2 separate regions of the Sus scrofa genome follow, and region 1 is linked to region 2. A link is a contact called in public Hi-C data. All regions are on one chromosome and are shown on one strand. The core of a region is the stretch at or near the end of the contact, and the rest is flanking DNA. Distances in the headings are between cores, read along the strand shown.

Region 1 (7,066 bases), core at 2,959-5,458, 130 kb after region 2:
GTTCTCGAAGCTGACAACCATGGATTCCAACCTGGAAATTACCAGGGAACTAGAGGCTGTGTGTGCGTGTGTGTGACGTGTGCACCTGGAAATGTGTGTTCACCTACGTGTGTGTGTGTGTGTGTGTGTGTGTGTGTGTGTGTGTGTGTGTAACCCGCAATCAGGGTCTGGCATCTGGGAGATGGAGTTTTCTCTTTTCCCTGAATAGGCGAGAGGTTGCCAAAAACTCCTTCCCGAACCTTCCAAACTTCAGGGGCCACAGCTGCTGAGATGGGAGAAGTGGGTGCCATGTTTTTGTTTCTGTTTTTGTTTTTTTTCCGTTTTAGCTGCACCTGTGGCATAGAAGTCTCTGGGCCAGGGATTGAATCCGAGCCACAGCTGCGACCTCCATATACCACAGCTGCAGCCAACGCTGGATCCTTAACTCGCTGTGCCGGGCTAGGGATCGAACCCACGTCACTGCAGAGGCAGCATTGGATCCTCCTTTTTTGAAAGGATTTTTACTTTTTCCTATTATAATTGATTCACAACACTGGATCCTTAACCCGCTGTACCATGTGGGAACTTCGTGTCTGATGGTTAAAAAGACAGCATTATCTGAAAGCTGCTCAGACAGCAGACCCTAAAAGTTCTCACAAGACAGAAAAGCACGGTAACTACGTGAATCCAGAACAGATTAACTAGCTGGTAGTGACCGTCTCAGAACCTATGAGATTATTATGCTGTTTGCCTTAGGCTATACCACGTCCTGTGTCGATGACATGTGGATAACAGTGGAAGGGACACAGAGCTGACGCTGCGTCCCCCAGGCTCCTGTACCCCTCTGCCCCCCACGTGCCGTTGCCCAGGCAAAGGGCAGGCGGAACAGAGGAGAAACGCGGCCCTGAGTCGAGGGGATGGGGAGAGAGCCCAGCTAGGCTGGCACATCTTGTCCTCAAAGGCCCCTGAAGAAGGCAGGACCTCAGCAGCACCAACGATAAGCACGTGGGCTGAGTTTGTCCCTCTCGAGGCCCTGCGCCACCACGGGCGTCATTAACCAGGACGCCCGCGCGAAGGGCTTCATCAGCGACGCAGACCAGGGTCACCTGTGTTCGCACATCTATTTCCATACACTTGCACACCCCGTCAACTGTCCAACTGTCCAACTGTCCAACTGTCCAAGCCGAACTTGACTCGAACAACAGCCGACCTCCGAGGACCCGTTTCTGATGGACGGTCCCAGGCGTTTCCTTAAGTGCGGTTCTCAGAGCCCCCGTGTGGGCGTCCCCCGGAGGGCCGGCTCGGATGCCGACTCCCGGACTCCACCGCTGGCCGCCTGGGGCAGCCTCTGCGCCTGACTCGGAGGAATTCCCGTTTTGACCAGGCTGCTTGGGTTACATGCATAAGCAAGGCATTTCTTTCTTTCTTTCTTTCCATTTTTTTTCTTTCGTCTTTTTAGGGCCGCACCCGCGGCCATATGGAGGTTCCCAGGCTAGGGGTCGAATCAGAGCTACAGCTGCCAGCCTACGCCACAGCCACAGCAACGCCAGATCTGAGCTGCGTCTGCAACCTACACCATAGCTCACGGCCACGCCAGATCCTTCACCCACTGAGCAAGGCCAGGAATCGAACCTGCAACTTCATGGTTCCTAGTCAGGTTCGTTTCTGCTGTGCCACAATGGGAACTCCCTACATTTCAATTTTAAGAAGAACGAAAGGGAGGGAAAGAGGGAGCAAACAAAAACAGAAACCCTTTTTAATGAGAATTCAGGTTGCAGACCTCTTTAAAGTCCACGTAGCCCGTGGCGCACTGGAACCGCCAGGAGAGGCTATAAAAAGAGACTGTGGCACCTCTGCTATGAGAATCAAGCTTTCCCAGCGTCCCCGAGTTCCCAGCACGCAGCGGGGGGTACACCTGACCCCTGGCAGCGCCGTCCTGCCCCATCCCATGAGGCTCCTGGACTGAAGAGCACAGGTTGCTCTCCTTGGTGTTTCAGAGTAGAACTGCTTTTGTGGCGCGTGTCTACATGCGACTTTGAAGGGTCCCAGGGCACCTGCCCCATGCCACCCCCGCTGCTCCCACCACCACCAGGGGTCTTCTGATGGGCCACAGCTACAGCGTTTTAGCTCCCGTTGTGGTCTCATTTGAGCCAAAGTTTCCTGTGATCGGCCAACCACAGCCTCTGATCTTGGAAAACAAGGAAGGGCTTTATAAAGGCGCTGCAACGAACAATGAGCAAGAGCCAGAGAGAAGGGATTGAAACTACTGAAGGACTTAAAACAGAGGCGCCTTGCAATCCTTTTCTCCCCGCCTTTCAATGGACAAAACCTGCACGCATGGCGGAGAAATCCCAGCTGCATTCTCTTTGGGTCACTTCCCCTCAGGAACCCTGAGTGATACGAAGCTGGCCCCACCCGGCTTTGCTGCCCTCCCTGGACCCTGGACCCAGGACCCACCTCGTCTTCAGCATCAGCCCTCTGATCTCTCCCTCTTCAACCCCATCCTGGCTGAGGGCGCAGCTGAGACGGCCAGCATCGGACAGGTGGCTTCAGGAGTTGCCTCCCCAAACTTTAATTCCTACCTGGGTTCTCTTAAAAAGAGCAGGACAGACAGCCTCGATGGACAGGCAGCCTGGGAGAGACTTGGTTTCAAATCTTGGCTCAGCCACTAACCCCCTGGAGGCCTCAGAACCTCAGGGCTCAAAGCCCCCTTTCTCTGGTTTGGAAGTAGGGTTTCTGGTGGTAAAAACATCCGCGCCCTGTCCCCGGCCTGATGGGTGGTGAGGTGGTTATCCTCCCCCGCCCCCCCAGGACCACGCCCTCTGCCCTCTGCCAGTTCAGCTGGACCAGTGGCACCTGCTGTTCCCTTGGCCGCCCAGCATCCTGCCCCTTCATCTGCAGAATCACTGCTGAGTGGGCTTAATGGAAGTTTAGGAGAGTCCGAAGGTGCCAATCAGACCAGATGGTGCCTGTGCCAGGGCCGGGGGCAAACCCAGCCTGTCGGCTGCAGGGCCCCGCCGCCGCCAGCCACCATCAGCCACAAGGACAGCAGCCCAAGGAGAGGTGGGGGCCCAGCCTCTGCGGGGAGGGGCAGCACCAGAGGTGACAGAAGGGTGCTTTCCTGGGGCAGATCCACAGGCGAGCATTATTAGTTGGCAGAAAACCAAGTTCCGGCAGAGAAGACACGGGGCCAGAGCCAACTGCGGAATGTCCCTCGGTCCCAGTCACGTGCACGGTCGGGAGAACAAATGACCACTTACTAGAGGTGAGGCAGGTGTTCACAAGTGAAGGGTCCCCCGAGGGGCAGAGCAGTGGGCGGCGAGGGGAAGGGCCACCTGGAACGAGACCGACACGAATGACCTTCTCCGGAAACACAGACACAGAGCGCAGACTTGGGGTTGCCAAGGGCACAGTGGGGACTGGGGGTTTGGGGTTAGCAGATGCAAACTATGACGCACAGGGCGGATGAACAACCAGGTCCTCTCGAGAGCACAGGGAAGTGGATTCCATACCCTGTGATAAACCACCATGGGAAAGACTACGAAAGAAGCGTGTACACGTGTGTGTAACTGAGTCACTTTGCAGCACGGCAGAAATGAACACAACAGTGGAAATCAACTCGACTTCAACAAAATAAATTTAAAACATAAAAAGAATGGAGTTCCCGTTGTGGCGCAGTGGCAACAAATCCGACTAGGAACCACGGGGATGCCGGTTCGATCCCTGGCCTCACTCACTGGGTTAAGGATCCGGCATTGCCCTGAGCTGTGGTCTAGGTTGCAGACGCAGCTCTGATCCAGCATTGCTGTGGCTGTGGTGTAGGCTGGAAGCTACAGCTCTGATTCGACCCCTAGCCTGGGAACCTCCATATGCCAGGGGTACGGCCCTAAAAAGAAAAACAATTTAAAAATTAAAAAATAAAAAATAAAAAGAATGAAATCCAAGACTTCCAGCTGAGAGTAACCAAGAAGCGTTGCCTTTGATGAAATGTGATTAAAAGGGACTCTACCCAAGGGCGAGGTTGTGCCAACTTTTAAAGTTCAGGTTTGCAAGTTGAACGGCCTAAGCCCCTCCCGTGTTTTCAGATCATTCAAAGTTGTGAATCAGCTTCCGAGAGGCCTGAGTTCCTGCCTCTGATTCCCCAGCCCCCGCCCCACTCTCCTCCGGCCTGGAAGGTCTGGAAGGTCCGGGAAAGGCGCTGGTGAGCAGCTGGTGGGGGGCGGCCAGCAGTACGGCGCCCCAGGTGCAAAGGCAGACTTTAGAGGGAAACAATCAAGAGACTGTTCTCAGAGCCCTGGGGCATCACACACGGTGACCTTTCCTTCCTCCTCTGCCCGGGACAGAGAAAGAAGGGTGACCAATGACAGAGGAGGGAGCAGGGGGTGACCCGGGCTTTACAGCAGGACCCGGCCTCTCCTGTTTGTGGCGTGGCATCAACAATAACCTTTTCCATTGTCTCTGATGAAGGTGCCTGAGAACCGAGGGTGGTGACCCGAGGGCCCCCTCCTCCCTGCCCACGTCCCTGGGCTGCCACCACCTGGGACAGGAGCTGGTTCTTAGCGTACACGACACGCCGCGGGTGATGCGCACGGAGCTCAAAGGACCGCCTGATTCCCCAGGGCTGGGCTTTTTGATTATAACCCCGATTTCAGTCCCGAGGAGCCAGGAATCAGCTCCGAGGTCAGCACGCTCGGGCCAGCGGGCCACGTGCAGCTGCTGCCTGCCTCTGCGCCCAGCGCGGAGCGCGGCCACGGCCGCATCTCCTGTTTACCCCTGGCTGTCCTCCCGCAGCCACGGTAGAGGAAGTGGTTGTCACAGGGACCATGTGACCTGCCAAGAGCCTGGAACACTCACTCTTGGCCCCTTACAGAAAACGTCCGCCGACCCCGTGCCTGCGCCTTGCCAAACGCCGCCATCACGTGTCCTGCTTCCCTGGCATGAAGCCCGCGAGTTTGCGTGGCAGCCCAGAAGCAGGGGGCGGGGGGGGGTGGAAGAGCCAAGGCTTCGCCCCCAAACATAGACCCCTCGGAACTGCAGAGGTGACCAGATGGCTGGAATTCCCACGTCAACACATGACATCCTGACCAAGGAAGCACTTGCTTCTATAGTTGAGGGTCTGAAGGATCAGACTGTGTGCGACGCCCCCCACTCCCACCCCCGACCACATGACAGCAGGTCTTGGGGGGAACATCTCCCGAAGACCGCCGGAGTTTGTCTGCTGAGCATCTAGCTTAGCCGGAGGACTAGAGGGTCCTGCTTCTGAAAAATGACATTCACAATTTTATCTGTCATATCTGGGGACTCTTGGACCCCAGAAGCTAATCTGTGAGCCCCAGATTAAGAACCTCTGATCAATTAATTTTGCTAGTTGTGGGGAAAACAAATCTTTTTTTTAAAAGCACTGGTCAAGGAGTTCCCGCTGAGGTTCAGCACATTAAGGATCCGGCGTTGTCTCTGCAGCAACTCTGGTTGCCGCTAAAGCAGAGGTTTGATCCCCGGCCCAGCACAGTGGGTTTGGATCTGGTATGGCCGCAGCTGTGGTGTGGGTCGATACTGCGACTCGGATGAGATTCTGGGCCCAGAACTTCCATATGCCATGAATGGGGCCAAAAAAAAAAAAAAAAGAAAGAAAAAAAAAAAAAACCCACAAACTGGTCAAAGGAGCTGTTTCTAATTAGCCTAATTAACAATTAGCAAGCTCTTACTTGGCAATTCATTTAAAACTAACAGCATCTCCTGAGTGCCAAGGGAGTGGGACAGACCCTAACTTATTGGACTCGAGAGAAGAAAGAGACGATTGTTGTGGAGCAAAGTGAGAAGGCATCGGAGAGAAAACTGACTCGTCTGAGATCTGGCGGAACAGCTCAGCTTCGGGCGGGCAGAAGGGGCAGGGAAGGCTGAGCCACAAGCGTCAGGGCTCAGGAGCAGACGGGGCTCCATGGGTGTTTGGCTTGACGCTCGGCTGCTCCTTTCTTCAAAACTGTAAGCCTCTTTTCACAAAGGGGCAGCCTGTCCTTTTGCGACGCCCCTTCCCCCAGGGATGTAGCCAATCCTGATCCCGGGGCAGGATGGACCCCAGGTATGCTCAGACCTGGGGAAGACGACGGAAAACAGCACACACACCTCCCCGTGCCAGGCCACCAGCCCAGAGGGTGCCAGGGCTCCCGTCCCCCTCACACGCTGCCCTCACAGCTCGTCTCCACAGCGTCCCAGTCGACTGAAATGCCTTAGGAAATCATCTCACTTCTCAAGGACGACAGGGGATGTCTGATCTTTCACTTGTACGATTCAAACTTGTTTTCCTACAATTTTGGATTCCGGTCATTTTTTTTTTTTTTTTTTTTTTTTTTTAATGACAACCAGCCCGTCAAGGAGGGGAGACGGATTTCCGACTTACTTTCAGCGTCACGACTTCATTCATGTCTTTGTTTTACAGCTTTAAGCTACATGTTACTTCCCCAATTTGCTATCACAATTGAGTCTTTGGTCCAAGAGGCTCAAATTGTGGGACGTGCATGAAAGGCCATCTTTGTTCCTTCTTTTTCTTTTTTTCTTCTTTTTTTTTTTTCTTTTTTTGCGGCCGCCCCTGCCACATATAGAAAGTCAGGGATTGAAATCGAGCCATAGGAGTTCCTGTCGTGGCTCAGCAGAAACGAATCTGACTAGCATCCATGAGGACGCGGGTTCGATCCCTGGCCTCACTCACTGGGTTAAGGATCCCACGTTGCTGTGAGCTATGGTGCAGGCCAGTAGCTAGAGCTCTGATTCAACCCCTAGCCTGGGAACCTCCATATGCCTCGGGTGCAGCCCTAAGAAAAGAGAAAAGAATTTGAGCTGGAGCTGCGACCTACACCACAGCTGTGGCAATGCCGCAACAGGCCAGGGATTGAACCTGTACCCCCACAGCGACCCGAGCTGCTGAGGTCAAATTATTAACCCACTGAGCCACAGCGGAACTCCCTCCCCTACCACCCTTCCTTTTTTAAGCTTCGTGCTTCTGTTTCGGCAGATTCAAGGCCGTTTCCTTCAGGACTTCTTTGCTATTAGGGATCTGGAGTTTTTTCTGTGAACTGGAAACTTTAAGCCT
Region 2 (7,500 bases), core at 4,469-6,968:
TGCTCTTGCTGCGCCTGCAGACGCCGTTGCGCTCGGGCTCTCGCGCCGGGGCCTCGCGCTCCGCGGGCTCCGGGGCCGGTGGCTCGGGGTCCAGGAGGCGGATGCGCCCAGGCCGTAGGCGCGGCGGATGCTGCGGGACCGGAGGGCGCCGCGGGCGAAGCCATCGTCGTCGGCCTCCTCGGGGTCCGAGCCGTCGGACGGCCCCGGGCGCACCTGGCCGTCGGGGCCTGGCCGGCGCGCCGTTGGGGACGGGCTGCCCCAGACCGTGTTCCGAGGCCCCCTCCTTCGCAGCATCCCACCCCTCCCGGTTCTGGATTCCCTGGAGGACCGAGGACTTGAGTTTCTTGAAAGATCCCATTTTCCGGAAGGAGGCCAGAGCGTTCCACGTGGAGGCGCTGCCCACGACGAGGCCGGCGGGCCGGGGCCGCTCCGGGTCAGCGCGCGTCCTGCCGGCGCCCGCCGAGAAGAGGCGCAGGAGGCGGGCCGGGCTGAGCCGGGCCTCCCGGGCGCCCGCGCCCCCGCCGTCGCAGCCTCCGTTCCGACACCCGGGGTAGGTCCCCATGCCGGGGTCCTTGGGGTCCGAGACCGGGCAGGGGTCCGCAGCTCCGCGCCCGTGGCCGTTCTGGGCCGTGGTCATGTTCTCGGGGCCGGGAGCCCGCGGCCAGAGGGCAGCGCGGCTCAGAGCCACGCGCGCCTCCGTGTCCCGTGGCCCCACGTGCGAGCCTTCCTCCCCGAAGCCGCCGCCAGCCTGGCTCTCCCGCCGGCTGTGCACATCGGGCTCCGCGGTTGTGGCCACCGCCTGCAGCGGAAAACAAAGCAGGGAGTTAGCTGTTTTGCCCAGAAGAGCCTCTATAAACAGAGGCTTAGCTATTTTGTTTGATAATTGCTAGCAGAAAAACTGGCATGCCCCGTCATCACATACAAACTATGTTAAATTAGGTTGAAATGTTACTGTTTCGCTTCCTAATTTATTTTGCAATAAATAAAAGGCAAGAATGCAAATTATGCATTCATTTTAAAAAAGATAATTATAGGTCGTGCATTCAGTATTACTGTACACGCTGAAATCCGCTGGGACTTAAAGAAAACTTTTGAAAAGTTGCTAGAGAGAAAAAGCCAAGGCATCATTCAAGATTGTGCCTTCGCAGCGGAAACGAATCCAATTAGGAACCATGAGGTTGTGGGTTCGATCCCCGGCCTCGATCAGCGGGTTAAGGATCCAGTGTTGCTGTGAGCTGTGGTGTAGGTCGCAGACACAGTTTGGATCTGGCGTGGCTGTGGTGTAAGCTGTCTCTCTCTCTCTCACACACACACACTCACACACCTCAACAACATTTCAGAACATGTCACATGAAACACTAAACTAGGTTAAATTTAACACAGCTCCTAGGACACTGAGTGCTCAGTATACAAAAGGACTCAGAGAAGGACTTGTGATGGAGACGATGTCAGCTGCAGCTGCATACCGTCTACAAATACCCCCCCTCCCCGGCCCCGGAGACTCTAACAACAGAGCCACAAAGCTTACAGGAGCACAGGAGCCAGAGGGACCAAGCTGAGGTCGCCAGAGTCGGGCTCCGTGAAGGGAAGAGCATTAGTGAGGGCCTCTGTCAAAGTTTCCCACTGGCTGGGCAGGGAGAGATCAGGAAAATACTGAAATATTATAAATTCATGGAGTTCCCATCGTGGCTCAGTGGTTAACGAATCCGACTAGGAACCAGGAGGTTGTGGGTTTGATCCCGGGCCTCGCTCAGTGGGTTAAGGATCCGGTGTTGCCGTGAGCTGTGGTGTAGGCTGCAGATGTGGCTGGGATCCGGCGTTGCTGTGGCTATGGTGTAGGCCGGCAGCTACAGCTCCAACTAGACCCCTAGCCTGGGAACCTCCATATGCCCCGGGAACAGCCCAAGAAATGGCAAAAAAGCAAAAAAAAAAAAAAGAAAAAAATTCATGCTGTTCCCTGGTGGCCTATTGGTTGAGGATCTGGCATTGTCTCTGCTGTGGCTCAGGTTCAATCCCTGGCCCAGGAACTTCCTCATGCCACAGGTGCAGTCAAAGGGAAAAAAAGAAAGTTCAAATCAAACACCACACCTCCGCCCACCTCCTGCCCAGAAGGCCACCGTGCGGCTGTCCATACCCCCCCACACACCCCCCGTGCAAGTGCTGCTGTCCCAGCCTCTGCCCATCAGGCCAGGACCTGCTCAGCCTTCCAGGGCCAGCGTGCTCGTTCAGCTGCCCTGCTCTTAGTGAGCCAAGGAAGCAAGGAGGCATGGTCCCAGTCATAAAAGGCCACTGTTTATGCAGCACTTGTACAAAGGGCTTTCAGAACAATGGGACATCGAGTCGTCACGCCAACCCACGAGGCCAACAGGACTTCCGTCTTCTACACCATCAAGGGGCCACTTGGGCAGAGGCTCCCCCACCCCAAGCCTGCGCTCCTCCCTGCTTCAGACTAACGAACAAAGACAGAAGCAGCGCTGACATACGAGCATCTGATTCCAAGGGCAGCACCTGAGGACATAACCCTGACAAGTCAGATCCCAGACGTCCTTTCAACGCCGGTCAAGGCCATTACTCTGATGGCAAGTGTGACAGGTAGGAGAGGAGACAGCTGCAGAGACCCCGTGGTCAGGGCCCAGTTTGGTTAGTCCAGAAAAAAAAATCTGACCTCATGCGAGGAAGAGTCATCGGCGTCTACCACCCAGATTCTCCGATGGGTTCATTTTCCTTTGCCCCAACCTTGTGCCCTGACCTCGTGCCCATGGACGTGGGATTCTTTAAAGGGCTGATTCTATCTGGGACCACAGAGGCCACACGGATGGAGATCTGGAGGCTTCTTGGTGTCCAGTTGCTCAATTCTATTAATCAGATGGCTGGGGCTCCCACAGCCCCCCCGCAGTCTAATGTTCTAAGAGAAACGAGGGGCTGTGGGTTGCATGTGAATGAACCATATCAACAAAATCTTTTTCTTTTTTCTTCTAATTTTATGGCCATACCCCGGGCGTCCAGACATTCCTGAGCCAGGCACTGAATCCAAGCTGCAGCTGTGACCTACGCCACAGCTGTGGCAACGCCAGATCCTTTAACCCACTGTGCCTGGAGAGGGATGGAACCTGCACATCTGCAGCGACTTGAGCTGCTGCAGTGGTACCCTTGACCCACCATGCCACAGCGGGAACTCCCATTTCAGCAAAATCTTGAATCGCCCTGGTACTGAGGCTGGATGCGGCAGAATGAATTCAACATGCAGCCCCACTTGTCCCCTTGCCTACCCTGGGTGGGACAGGGCACGGTGGTTGTCTTAGCTTCTCACAGTCTTGAAATGAAGCTGTTTATGCCAACGGTCAACTCTGGTCCCAGGAGCTGACTACAATGTAATAATAACCATCCTGTTAGACCCCCACGGGACACGGGACAGAATCTGCCTGGATGAAGACACGGTGACGCCACCACTAGAGGGCGCTATGAGACCTTTTACAACCAAAGACCAAACTCTTCCCCTGACCCCAAGGGCTCAGGGTGCAGGGGCGCGTTGCTTTAACGTTGGGTGGTTTGAGAAGGTTCTATGGAAGACCGGGGTCAGGTCTGGGTCTAAACTGGCACATGCATCTTGAGTAAGTCTTTTCAACCATCTGTGCTTCTGCGCCATCTACCAAATAAGAGGTGCCAACATTCAGGCACATCTCAAGCAGCCATTCTAGTCATGAGCCCCTGTTGGCTGAGGATCTGTGTGAGCCACAGATGAATTCAAGGTGATGACAAGGTCATGGCCACTCTGGGGGGAAAGAGGTATGAAGTGCAGGAAGATTTGGGGGCAGTAGAGCAGGGGGACCAGCTGCCCCCATTGGCCCATGCATGGATGGGGTGTCCTCTAGGACGTGGAACTGTCAGGGCCGAAACCAGAAAGGTCTTGCTTGGCAAACTGGGATGATCTTGACCTTACATCAAGAAGAATACGGCTGGAAGGATGGTTCCATGGCATGGAATGGGGGGAACTGGGTGAAAACAGGTTTAGAAAAGCCGACATCATTATACAACTACAGATGTGATAAATTCATTGAGTAATAAAAAAAAAATAAAATAAATACAATAACTTGATAAAGCCAAAAAAAAAAAAAAAAGAAAGAAAGAAAGAAAAAGAAAAGCCGACATGGCCTTAGTCAACCAGCCAGACACTCTGATACTGGCTGCCGATGTCACCTTCGTTGCAAAATCCCTGCAGACGCCCCTAGAGTGAATTAGCCCCCCTAGTCCCTGGGCTCCAGGCATCTCAGTAAATTGCCTCACAAGGCCTAGGCTGATGCTTATATTCATCCTTTCAACAGGTTTATGTCGCTTCCTTCAGAACCAGGCTCTTAGGTCTTTGAGAGGAAGAAGTATGCTTTGTCCACTTAGTTAAGTTTATCTTGAGGTGACCTGTGTATCAGTTATGCTGCCGTGTCACTATCTGTACCAATGCTAACAATTCATCATCGTGTACCGTTTTATTACTCCAACGTGAAGGGATTCGGACTTTCACGACACTAAAAAACATTTTCCGATGGATTGGGAATTTGGCTCTAATAAATACAAACTTCTGCCTTTGGAATGGATAAGCAATGAGATCCTGCTGTGTAGCACTGGGAACTCTATCTAGTCACTTATGATGGAGCAGGATAATGTGAGAAAAAAGACTGTATACATGTATGTGTGACTGGGTCACCCTGCTGTACAGTAGAAAATTGACAGAACACTGTAAACCAGCAACAATGGAAAAAATAAAAATCATTATATATAAAAAAAGAAAAACATTTACCTAAAGATCATATATACGTTTTAGGATAGAAAGCCAGCAAAATACACGCATATCTGAGTTTCTCATTGGGGCAACATGCTTTTTAAAGACCAGCGACTTGCTATTCTGTCCACAGAGCAGAACAACGTGACTTTTGTCTGCTGCCTGCAATGAAACTGAAAATCACGGAAAAAAGCTTTTCCTGGAATTTCCGAGTAACATACCAACTTGCATTATTTAGAACTAATACTTTGACCTCTATTCAGTAACAGGGGTTGCAATTCAATCAGTGGTTTTGTAGCAAGTCTTGTAAATTGTGGGAGCTCGGCCAGACGTATTTATGAACAGAACTACGAGAAAGAATTTCAGCTGGGAATATTGTGAAATCCATTGTCTACAAGCTGGATTCTGGATTGCATGAACTTTAGACGGGAACACGTCTATTCATTCCTACTGAGCATTCTCTGAAAACAACTATGAGCAGTAATTCTTAAATAAGAACTTGAACTTGAATTTGAAAGTGAGGAACATATAGCAGGCTAAAGTACCAACAAGGAGGTTCTTGTAATTTACATCCTGGTAAATTATAGAAAATGTGACACCGGAAGGAAGCACTAATTCTGGAAGGTTGAAGGGGTGAAAGCACCGGGCCTTGAATCACAGCACAGCAGAACCTGCAAGGTCAGGACCCTGTGTCAAGCCAGGACAGGTGCCAGCACAGGTGAGAGCAGCAGGGGACCCGGCTCCAGCCCCAGAGCTGCCCCATACTGGCCAAAATGCAGGGGCCCTCCTAGCCCTCCCCCTTTCTCCCCACTTCTCATCAGTGAGCCCAGATCCGCTGCAGATGTGACTGTCCTGGCCATGCTCCCGGGTGTCAGCCTTCCGAGCACTGTCCCGACTGGTCTGACTCACCTCCCGCCCCGCCTTGGGGTCTGTTCCGAATGCAAATGGACAGGCGGCACTTCATCCCGTGTCGCTGTGCCTCTGGACCTCAGAGGACTCCCCTTAGGGGCCCTTCCTCACATTGCAACAATTCTGGGCCATTTCCTCAACGGCTCTGAGAGCCTCTCACAGCCACTCTTGGCTCTCTGTATTAGGGAAACACAACTTCCTTAATGGACGGTTTCCAACTGAGCTGGCTCCTGCTTCTGCAGGGGTCCTGGCCTGCCCCCACACCCCTCCCAGGGCCTCCTCCTGTGCCAAGGCACCAGGCCGGCTACACTGGCACCGCCCTCCTTCCAGCATGTGTCGTCCCCCCCCCCCCGCCCCCGCCCGCCTGAGCTCCTCTGGCTTCTCTCTGGTATCTCAGCCGTGTAAAGTAATCCCTCCATTAGATGCCCTTTGTTTGCAATATCTAGAGATGCTTCTCTTGCCCTGCCGAACAAACATGTATCTTTAACTCAAATCAGCTCCCCTAGAGCAACTCTCCCGACTCCTGACACAGCCCCTTCCTGGGGGCTCCCGAGTGCCCTGCTGCTTGAGCACTGGCCGCGCTGCTCTGTAGCTCTGGTCTACCCACGTTCCCCATGAAACTCGGACAAGGCCGAAAGGCAGAAGCCACGTCTTATCAAACTCTGCATCCTCTGCCTTCTGTGACTAAGGCTCTGGCACACGTGGGGCCCGATCACCGCCAGCTGAGAGGCTGGCCTGTGCTCCGTAGGAGGTTCAGGGCTGCCTGCTGGCCCTGCCCATCTTATTCTCCCGTTTCCCTAGGATTCATTCCAACATCATTCCCAGAACCTTGGTTAAATCAGGGCTCTGACTGGGAGCTCAAATTCTAGCATCCGCATTTTGGGGACAGGACATATTCTTTTTTTTTTGTGGCCACCCGCGGCATATAGAGTTCAAGGGCCAAGGATCAGATCCAAGCTGCGGTTGGGGTAATGCCGGGTCCTTAACTTGCTGTGCGGGGCTGGGGATCCAACCTGGGTCCCAGCGCTCCCAAGATGCTGCTGATCCTGTTGTACCACAGCGGGAGCTCCTGGGACACACTGTATTCTAAAGGGTTATTTATGAGCAATCCATTTCCCCACAGACTCTGTCCATCAAACCATATCTAAGTGATAACAGTTAAGTGATAAGTTAAACACTGCGTTTAACCATAATGTATAATAACATTTCCATTGGCAAATGCGTCTAAGATTCACTGAGGATTCCAGTTCCAAGGATGAAGTTCCCTTCCCTACTGCCCCGTCCTTAATACCAGACCTTCTTCCTCTCCCTGCAGCCCCACGTGGGAAAAGCTGTCCTCCCCATGGACAGGGTACCGTCAGGCCTCTCCAGGTGAGATGGGAGGATGCTTCTTTTAAACAGCCAATCAGGGCCCCGGTTTCATTTAAACAGCCAATCAGGGCCCCGGCTTCTTTAAGTAGCCAATCATGTGAGTGTCTAAAAACAAAGTGTACCGGAAAGCCCAGCTGCGGCTGGGACCGAGCCAGTGTGTCTCTGGGAAGGGTGTCAACTCTGCACCAGGTGTGACCGTCTCGGCTGGCCTTATCTGGGTTACGAGGCTAGAGCTAAACCGCATTCCTGCGGGTGACAATGGGGTTTCCCATTGGGGATGGATGTTTGCCCTGTCAATTTTGAGGGTTTCCAGAGGCAGAGGAAGCTCTTCCTGAGGTCGGGGGCTGGTGGGTCTAACCGGGTGAACTAGGGTAGGTCTTCGTCTGTGCTGTGCTCCCGGTGTTATCCCAACGCTCAGAAAAGGTGCCAGCCTCCGAACACCCCTC

The links. A called contact is a pair of places that touch in the nucleus more often than the background predicts.
Region 1: a contact with region 2 is called in a Hi-C map of epiblast stem cells, with 2.4 times the contacts expected there. The contact joins two enhancer-like sites. A contact is called at or near these places in 1 of 5 promoter capture datasets (fetal skeletal muscle), 33 of 47 Hi-C or Micro-C datasets (adipose tissue, alveolar macrophages, blood and 18 more) and 2 of 2 datasets of contacts at active chromatin or transcription factors (alveolar macrophages and skeletal muscle).

What each region holds. Positions count from the first base shown.
Region 1 is chr11:3,000,318-3,007,383 of Sscrofa11.1, forward strand. The region is part of intron 4 of SPATA13 (spermatogenesis-associated protein 13); the gene reads right to left. Among named protein-coding and RNA genes, the nearest start is that of AMER2, 120 kb to the right of the region's middle. Within about 2 kb of position 4,209, at least 9 of the 83 cell types and tissues checked have an H3K27ac peak or open chromatin away from gene starts, as enhancers often do. A contact at or near this core is called in epiblast stem cells, where this site is marked.
Region 2 is chr11:2,865,168-2,872,667 of Sscrofa11.1, forward strand. SPATA13 (spermatogenesis-associated protein 13) reads right to left here. Exons shown (of 18, transcript XM_021065472.1): 5 at 237-799; 6 at 114-235; 7 at 1-111. Among named protein-coding and RNA genes, the nearest start is that of MIPEP, 78 kb to the left of the region's middle. Within about 2 kb of position 5,719, at least 32 of the 83 cell types and tissues checked have an H3K27ac peak or open chromatin away from gene starts, as enhancers often do. A contact at or near this core is called in epiblast stem cells, where this site is marked.